Regions from separate parts of the Sus scrofa genome. Here regions 2 and 3 are each linked to region 1. The links are chromatin contacts, called in public HiChIP or PLAC-seq maps. All regions are on one chromosome and are shown on one strand. The core of a region is the stretch at or near the end of the contact, and the rest is flanking DNA. Distances in the headings are between cores, read along the strand shown. Region 1 holds the start of UBE2B (ubiquitin conjugating enzyme E2 B). Region 2 overlaps CDKL3 (cyclin-dependent kinase-like 3). Region 3 holds the start of JADE2 (protein Jade-2).

Evidence for each region. HiChIP or PLAC-seq counts read pairs in DNA pulled down with a chosen protein or histone mark.
Region 2: a contact with region 1 is called in an H3K27ac HiChIP or PLAC-seq map of alveolar macrophages. The contact joins the enhancer-like site here to the promoter of UBE2B in region 1. A contact is called at or near these places in 6 of 47 Hi-C or Micro-C datasets (blood, embryonic fibroblasts, epiblast stem cells and 2 more) and 1 of 2 datasets of contacts at active chromatin or transcription factors (alveolar macrophages).
Region 3: a contact with region 1 is called in an H3K27ac HiChIP or PLAC-seq map of skeletal muscle. The contact joins the promoter of JADE2 here to the promoter of UBE2B in region 1. A contact is called at or near these places in 1 of 5 promoter capture datasets (liver), 6 of 47 Hi-C or Micro-C datasets (embryonic fibroblasts, epiblast stem cells, heart right ventricle and 1 more) and 2 of 2 datasets of contacts at active chromatin or transcription factors (alveolar macrophages and skeletal muscle).

What each region holds. Positions count from the first base shown.
Region 1 is chr2:136,651,513-136,654,092 of Sscrofa11.1, forward strand. It overlaps UBE2B (ubiquitin conjugating enzyme E2 B), which reads left to right and starts at 1,303. Exons shown (of 6, transcript NM_001257356.1): 1 at 1,303-1,439. The coding sequence starts at 1,396.
Region 2 is chr2:136,593,096-136,595,675 of Sscrofa11.1, forward strand. CDKL3 (cyclin-dependent kinase-like 3) reads right to left here. Exons shown (of 13, transcript XM_021084762.1): 10 at 1,977-2,070. Among named protein-coding and RNA genes, the nearest start is that of CDKL3, 54 kb to the right of the region's middle. Within about 2 kb of position 1,281, at least 3 of the 83 cell types and tissues checked have an H3K27ac peak or open chromatin away from gene starts, as enhancers often do. A contact at or near this core is called in alveolar macrophages, where this site is marked.
Region 3 is chr2:136,684,765-136,687,344 of Sscrofa11.1, forward strand. JADE2 (protein Jade-2) reads left to right here and starts at 1,292. Exons shown (of 19, transcript XM_021084773.1): 1 at 1,292-1,616; 2 at 2,172-2,217. It overlaps CDKN2AIPNL (CDKN2A interacting protein N-terminal like), which reads right to left and starts at 1,137. Exons shown (of 3, transcript NM_001244537.1): 1 at 898-1,137. The coding sequence starts at 1,136.

The DNA of each region.
Region 1 (2,580 bases), core at 53-2,552:
TGGTCAACATCACTGAGTCCCATAGTGGAGGACGTTTCAGGCCACGTACTTGCTACACTAAAAAAACGTGAAATAAGTTACCCAGTCTCTAGATACAATCTCCCATCCATGTCTGCAGTATCCCCCAGATCTGATCATACTTTTAGATTTCTTTGACACCAACTACAAATGGATAAACTCTTGAGATCAAATCCCTACATTTCTTGACAAATAAAACCATACTCCATGTTAGCTAAATCCATGGACTGTGACACAAATCCTCACATGAGAGCACACCCATAAAGGAAAACAAAATTCTGTAATTCCACAGTGATTATAAACCAACATTAGACAATCTGTACACTATTTTTTTTTTTTTGACCACCCCTGCGGCACGCCAAGGTCCGGAGCCACAGCAATGAGAGTGCTGAGTCCTTAACCACTCCACCACCCGGGAAACCCTGTACACCCGTTCTTTTATCTCTGCCCAGAATTTCCAATCCTGGAAACCCACTGCAGTGTATATGCAGACTATTTTGGTGGTCCTAAGGAAGCATTTCAAGGGATTTTACTTGCTAGGAGCCTGAGCATTCAACAATGAGAAAAAAGGAGGTCCCTTCACTCTTCCCCCACATACCATATTTGATAAGCCATTGAATCAACCAGTGGGGATATCCAAATTATTTGGGGCTCTGTTTTAGAGAGTTAAGAAACACAACAAACTAGTGCTTCCGACACATCATTGATTGCTGTTAATGAGAGAAACCAGAGACATAAGTAATAAAGGTGTATATCCACCCTGAGCCCCGTCAATTTAACCACCCGGTTCAAAAACCTGGCTAAAACTCAGATCCCGGCGACGCTCTCACGTGACCCGTTCTAATCACGTCATAGGGACACGTGGTTCTAGATACTTCGTCCCCTCCCCCTCAGGGGTGGATTGTTGACAACGCCGCCGGTAGTCACGTGATCTTGCGTCATCCCACCTCCTTTCCCTGAAATCTCTGGTCCCGGATACGTCCCTCTCTCCCCACCCGGTCGAGCCTAAGCTAGTGAAAGAGGGGGATACGAGTTGGTGTTTCGGTTTCAGTATCTCCTGATCTACAATCTCCAGTCGGAGCACAGAGCACAATAACTGGTCGACTAGTTAAGGAAACCAAAATGGATAGGGTCCCTACTGAAGGGCTCCCATAAAGAGCTCTCCTACCTCCCACCCCTTTCTCCCCAACCCCTCACTTCATGGTACCGGCGGAGGGCGGAGGGATCTGGAGGCGGCGGAGGGAGACGTCATTGCAGGGTTGTTTGTGCAGCCTCGGCGGCGGCGGTGACCCACAGTGATTCGGCCGCCGCGCCGGGGGGTGGGGGGGCTGTGCGGGACTCTTTTCTTTCGGACTGACCGCGGGGCAGCTGGGGAGCATGTCGACCCCGGCCCGGAGGAGACTTATGCGAGATTTCAAGCGGTAAGGGCCTTCATCTTCACCGGATGACGGCTCCTCCCCAAGCTGCGGGGTTGCAGGGCGGGGATCCGGGACACCTTCCCCTCATGACCCTAAGAGGGCCGCTGTGGGCCCTCCGGGATTGACGGAAGCCCAGTCCTAGCCCCTGTTCGCAGTCCGTCAGCCTTGCTTGTTCACTCCTTCGACGTAAGAAATTTCGATATCCCCTCACCACTCCCCTCCCCCCGGAAGAAGTAAGAAGATGGCTTTGGCTGTCCTAGGATTCCTTGTTGTCCACTTGGGCCAGTTGCCTGATGCCTCACCCTGGCGTCCAAACCTCATCACCCACTGCTGCACTTTGTGGTGCCCCCTCACTGCCCTAAAAGCGAGCGCTTGAGAAACCTTTCCCCCGGTAGCTGCACTAGTTGGCTTTGTTGGATGAGCCTGCGGTCTCCTCCGAGGGCCAGGGTTGGGGCGACCACCTTGCCCCCCCACCCCCCCACCCCCGCCACACGCTCACGCAGACACACACACCCCCTGCCATTCTTCAGCGAGGGTGGGATCTGATGCGCGAGGGCCGGAGGTTGTTATCCCGTCCTCTGAAACCCGACTCTTCCCCGCTCGCCTGAAAAGACCTTGAGAACTGGCGTAGAGACCTGGGACTCAGGGCTGGCAACGGCGGCTGCCAGTGCCTTCTGGAACTCAGCTCTGTGGCCTGGTGTATAAAGCCCTATCTATAGCCTCAAAGTCTGGAAAAATGCCTTCCTTGAGTCTGGCGCTAACCTGATACTCCCTGGGCCTCCTTTTGTAAAACAGGGTTGTGTAAGGAGGTGTTGGCATGAGTGAGGAGGAAGTGACTTCAGTTTTGTTGCCTTTAATTCAATACCTGGAGGTAGGGGGAGAAAAAGAGAAGACTTAGCATTGCCCTCCTCTGCACATTTTTAAGTGGGTTTCTGGGAGACCCACCCCGATCGAGACAAAATATTTAGTGTAAAAACTTAGTCATTCAGGAAGTAACCTCTCAACCATTGTAAACCCTTAGGTGAGGCCCTTGGAAGCCATTGTTTGGGGCTTTGGCCAGTTTATCATTGAATGTATTTGTAATTTAGCCTTTATCTTTAGTGGACGGCTCTCAGGCAGCATATCCATGGTCATCTGTATTCTG
Region 2 (2,580 bases), core at 31-2,530, 58 kb before region 1:
GACAAATGGCTTCAGTTCATTTTATGAATAACTTATGTTTCTATCTACAAAATGATATGCTCTGAGGAGTTCCCAATGGGGCTCAGCAGGTTAAGAACCTGACATAGCTGACAAGAGGATGAGGGGTCGATCTCTGGCCTCACTCAGTGAGTTAAGGCATTGCCACAAGCCACAGTGTAGGTCTCAGATGTGGCTCAGATGTGGTGCTGCTGTGGCTATGGTGTAGGCCTGGAGCTGCAGCTGCCATTTGACCCCTGGCCCGGGGAATTTCCATATGCCGCAGGTGCAGTCAAAAAAAGAAAAAAACAAAAAACAAAAACGACGTGCTCTGGACACTAGGAAAACCCAAAGGGAAAAATTACTTGTGAGCCCAGCATTCTGGAAAAACTTTTGTGTTACCTGTTTTTGCTCATTTAACCAGAGGTGACAGAAACTTTCCTAGGTTAATGAACACTTTCACAACCCAATGTGTAGTACCCACTGTGTGGATATATTCTTAACGGAGATAACCCGTCACTTGCTCTTGGATGGATTTGTGTTGTTTTCAAGACTTTATTATTGCAAATAACACTTTCATTTTTTTTTTTTTTTTTCTTTTTAGGGCTGCACTAGCGGCACGTGGAGGTTCCCAGGCTAGGGAGTCTCATCAGAGCTATAGCTGCCGGCCTACGCCACAGCCACAGCCACAGCAATGCGGCATCTGAGCCGCATCTTCAACCTACACCACAGCCCATAGCAATGCTGGATCCTTAACCCACTGAGCGAGGCCAGGGATCGAACCCACAACCTCATGGTTCCTGGTTGGATTCGTTTCCGCTGTGCCACGATGGGAACTCCAACACTGTTTCGATTTTTAATTAACCTATTTTCCTATGTGAAAAAAAAGGAAATGGACTACATCGATTATTTTTTCCTTTTTTTTTTGGCCACACCTGCAGCATATGGAAGTGCCTGGGCCAGGGATCATGCTCATATCACGGCTGCAGCCCAAGCCATAGCAGTGACAATGCTGGATCCTGGCAGAGAAGTCACTACATTGATTATTTTATCTAGTGAGAAGTAAGAGGTATCTATTTGGCAACTGCTTTTTTTTTGGGGGGGGTAAGTTATTGAAAGCATAGATTCACAATGTAATAATTTCTGCTGTATAACAAAGATTCAGTGGCAATTTCTTTAATGTATAAAGATATTAAAATCATTTTTGGGAAGTAAAAAACCAGAAAGTCTTGTGACTCTTTTTTTTTTTTTTTGGCCACACCCACAGCATGTGGAAGATCCCGGAGCTGCGTCACAGCAGTGACCCAAGCTGCTGCAGTGACTATGTTGGATCCTTAACCTGCTGTACCACAAGAGAACTCCAAAAGTCCTGTGACTTTTAAAGGTAAAACCTTAACTTTTTCCCCCAAAATCACACATTAAAGATTCAAAGCAAGTTATAAGAAACTAATTAAAATTATGAAATCACTAAGGAATAGATACTTTAAAAAAATCACTAAGGAAATGCTGACGTATTTTTTTTACCTCAGAGGGAAAATAAACTAATAGCAAAATTTTTTAGGAGTTCCCGTCGTGGCGCAGTGGTTAACGAATCCGACTAGGAACCATGAGGTTGGGGCTTCGGTCCCTGCCCTTGCTTAGTGGGTTGACGATCCGGCGTTGCCGTGAGCTGTGGTGTGGGTTGCAGACGCGGCTCGGATCCTGCATTGTTGTGGCTCTGGCGTAGGCTGGCAGCTACAGTTCCGATTGGACCCCTAGCCTGGGAACCTCCATATGCCTCGAGAGCGGCCCAAGAAATGGCAAAAAGACAAAAAAAAAAAAAAAAAAAAAAAAAAAAAAAAGGAAAAAATTTTAAAATGTTAGGAAACAAAAGATTTTTAAAAAGTTAGAGCCCCATAGATAGAGAAAAGGACAAGAAGTGAGGGTGGGGTCGGGGATAATGTTGAGAGTATATTTTAATGATAAGCTTCTTGCCTTACTTGAGAGGGACCTGTATTCTCATGCTTGCTATTAGACATAACTTGTCCAACAAATTGTGAAGAAGTACGCCTCTTTTTTGCTCTTTCACTTAACCTATTATTCAAAAACAAATAAGAAGTTATTAGAACTCCCCGGAAGTGCTTCTGCTTTAGCTTCAATAATGGTAAGTTATTCCACAATAGTCTACTGTTGGAGCAATGAGCGCCGAAATGCAATGGTCAGTCTTTCAGCACTAATGGCTCTAAGTTAAAGAGGTGAAAACAGAGCAGAGCACACTCATTCATGGCTAACATCTGCGGTGACAACCATGTTGGAGGGTTACTCCAGCTGGCCTGCTTGGTCCCTTCTGTCTGTTCTGAACCTGGATTTCTTCACTACGGTTCATGAATTTCTGAGCTCTCTGACCAAGGCTAGTTTATAACTGTGGTTACTGTGATCATGGTTTGGTTCAGTCCAGAAAGACTGTCCACTTGCTGTCTATAGCCTGTTGCACCTTTGGACTGAGACAGACATGTCCCCTTGCCACCTCGAGAGACCACTAAGCTTCACAGCTTATAACCCACACCAGTCTGCTAGGACTGGCTTAGGATATCAAACCTAACC
Region 3 (2,580 bases), core at 42-2,541, 33 kb after region 1:
TCCCATTAACCAGAATTTCCTAGAGACACCTGGAAAGCGGAGGAAAGGGAGGGATGCACGTGGCATTGCTTCCCCAAATCCCATTCTAATAACTGCCCAAGTCTGAAAGCAAAACCAAGTGGCTTAGGGCTGGAGGGGCCACGACACGAGGCAGCCATAAGGAGCAAGGAAACCAGGACTAAGCCAAGTCATCTTACCCTAACACAATATCAGGAAACGCTAAAAGGATGTGGGAGGCCCAAGATTTGCCACCTTTTGCATGGAGTGGCAAAGGGAGTGCCATTTCAGGCATTTCAAAACCAGACCCTTGAAGGCATTTGTTATTTTCATAAAAGGAAAGGCAGAGACACAAAGGCTGGCTCTTGCTATGGGGTCCAGCAGACCAGGGAATGAGGAAAAACCAAAGGCCAAATATTATCTCTTGCCATAAGTGGTAAAATCCACCAACCCTGCCAGAAGCCAGGTAGCCCTAGGTGTGTCTCTTCCCCTCTCTCACCTTTTTATGTAAATTGGGGGGGTGTGGGGGGGTCTCAGCCATTGTCCCTGCACGTTTGCCAGGAGGAAAGGAATGAATGAACTTAAAGTGCACTCCGCAAAGGTGATGGTTTGAAGTAATAATACAAACACCAACAGCAATTTGAACGCCTAGCATGTTACTGAGCTCTTGCTAGATGACAGCCTATGCGAGGTGCTGTTCATCTTTTAATACTGTAGTCATCACAACTCATTTTCCAGGTGAAACTGAAGCTCAACGAGGTTAAGTAGCTTTGCAAGGGGCGGGCTAGGGTAGGACACCAGCCAGAGGCCTGGCTAGTGCCACTGGAGGCTGGGGGCACCGTCAGCCCTGGGGAAGGACTGGGGTCGGGACGGGGTCAGCTAGCCGGTGGGGGTCCGCACCTGCAACCCAGGAAGAGGTGATTAGCCCAGACCATGGAAAGGGACAGCAGCTGGTCCAGGCGGCCGCCGCCGTCGGGCGGGTCGCGGTAGTCGGGCAGGTGGCGCAGGATGAATTCCATGCGAGCCTTCCATTGCTTCTCGCTCTCCGAGTAGGAGCGAAACTGCTCCGCGAAGTCGGTCGCCTGCCGCACTCCCGAGACCAGCTCCTCCACGGCGGCGGCCGCCTCGCCACCCACCATGCCGCCCTGCGCCGCGGAGGGCCAGCCCTCCCCCGCCGCCTTCCCGACACGCACCGCGCCACCTCCCTGCGCCTAGAGGGGCCCCGGCGGCGCGCGACTGCTCGGGAGGACGGGCCTGGAGCGCCCTCGCTGGGCGCGGCGGCCAACCCCGCCGGGCCCTGCAGACTCCCGCGGCCCGCAGTCCCGGGCGTGGGTCTCCCCGGAGGCCGCAGGGGCAGTTCTCGGCCAGCCCCGCGGGCAACCAGCAGGGAAACGGAGGCTCCCGCCGAGCGCAGAGGAAGGGCGGCCCTCTCCCATTCGGAGCTGGAGGCCGGCCAGGGATGTCCAGCGTCCTTGCCCGGGGAGTTCCCCGGGCTCCGGCCCAAAGTCCAGTGTCCTCGGTTCTGAGCACTTGTTTACGTAGAGATGCTCTGTGTTAGCTTCTGATTGATTCCCAGAGGTCTCGACACCCCCACCCAGTGTGTGGCCTGCCTTCCTGGAGTGAGTCACCCATCCAGCTGAATACCTGCTAGACCCTTTGCTAGGTGCTGGGGATGCAATGAGAGCCAACTCCGAGCGTTGTTCTAATGAACTTTATCGTCTGCTGGCGGAGACAGACATTGTTAGTGATACTAATTGCTCAAGGGAAATTTTTCAACGTTGACAAATTTTAGTAAAGAGAGGCCCAGAGGGCTAGGAGCATGAATAAGCCAGAGATGTGATCCAGTCCCGTGGGTCAGGGAAATGACTGCTGGAGAGCTGAGGGATGAGCAGGAATTAACTAGACTAAGACGAGCAGGGCACCTCAAGAAAGCTTAGTCTGGTAAGAGAACGGCAAGATCTTTATGACAAATCCTAGAGTGGGGGGAACAGTGGAGGGGATGAAGCTGCAAAGAGCAGTAAGGGCAGGTCATGGAAGGGCTTGTGATCTAGATCCTAAAAGGAATGGGGAGCCACTGAAGGATTTTAAACAGGTGTTTCCAAAAGGAGCCAAAATGGATGTGTCCAGAGGAGATGAGCAGGTGAGCTGGCCTGACTCTGTTTTCTGTTCTACAGTCAGGTGAACCCGCTGAGAGACAGAAGAGCTTCTTCCTCATCAAAGGTAAATTTCCATCCCATTCAAGTACAGTAACTGGGAAACCACTTGAGCCGCCATCAGCCTTGAGAAATTATTGACCTGACGGGCTTCCCATCATCCCCCATGAAATGTAGGGTGAAATGCAGAGCTGGGCCTAGAATCCAGGATCAGGGCTCCAGTGTGTTTAGGGCCTACATTGTGAGTGGGGCGTAGGGGTAGAGCTCCTGTGTGTTGTGTGCTGGCTCTGCAGCTTCTGGTGGGACATCAGAGACTCCAGCAGGCAGACAACCTATACTGAATAGAAATACCGGGCAGTCTTTTGAGTAGAGTGTGCCAGCAGAACTAGCACCAGGCTTAGTGACATCCCACTTGGTTAACCATAGGCAG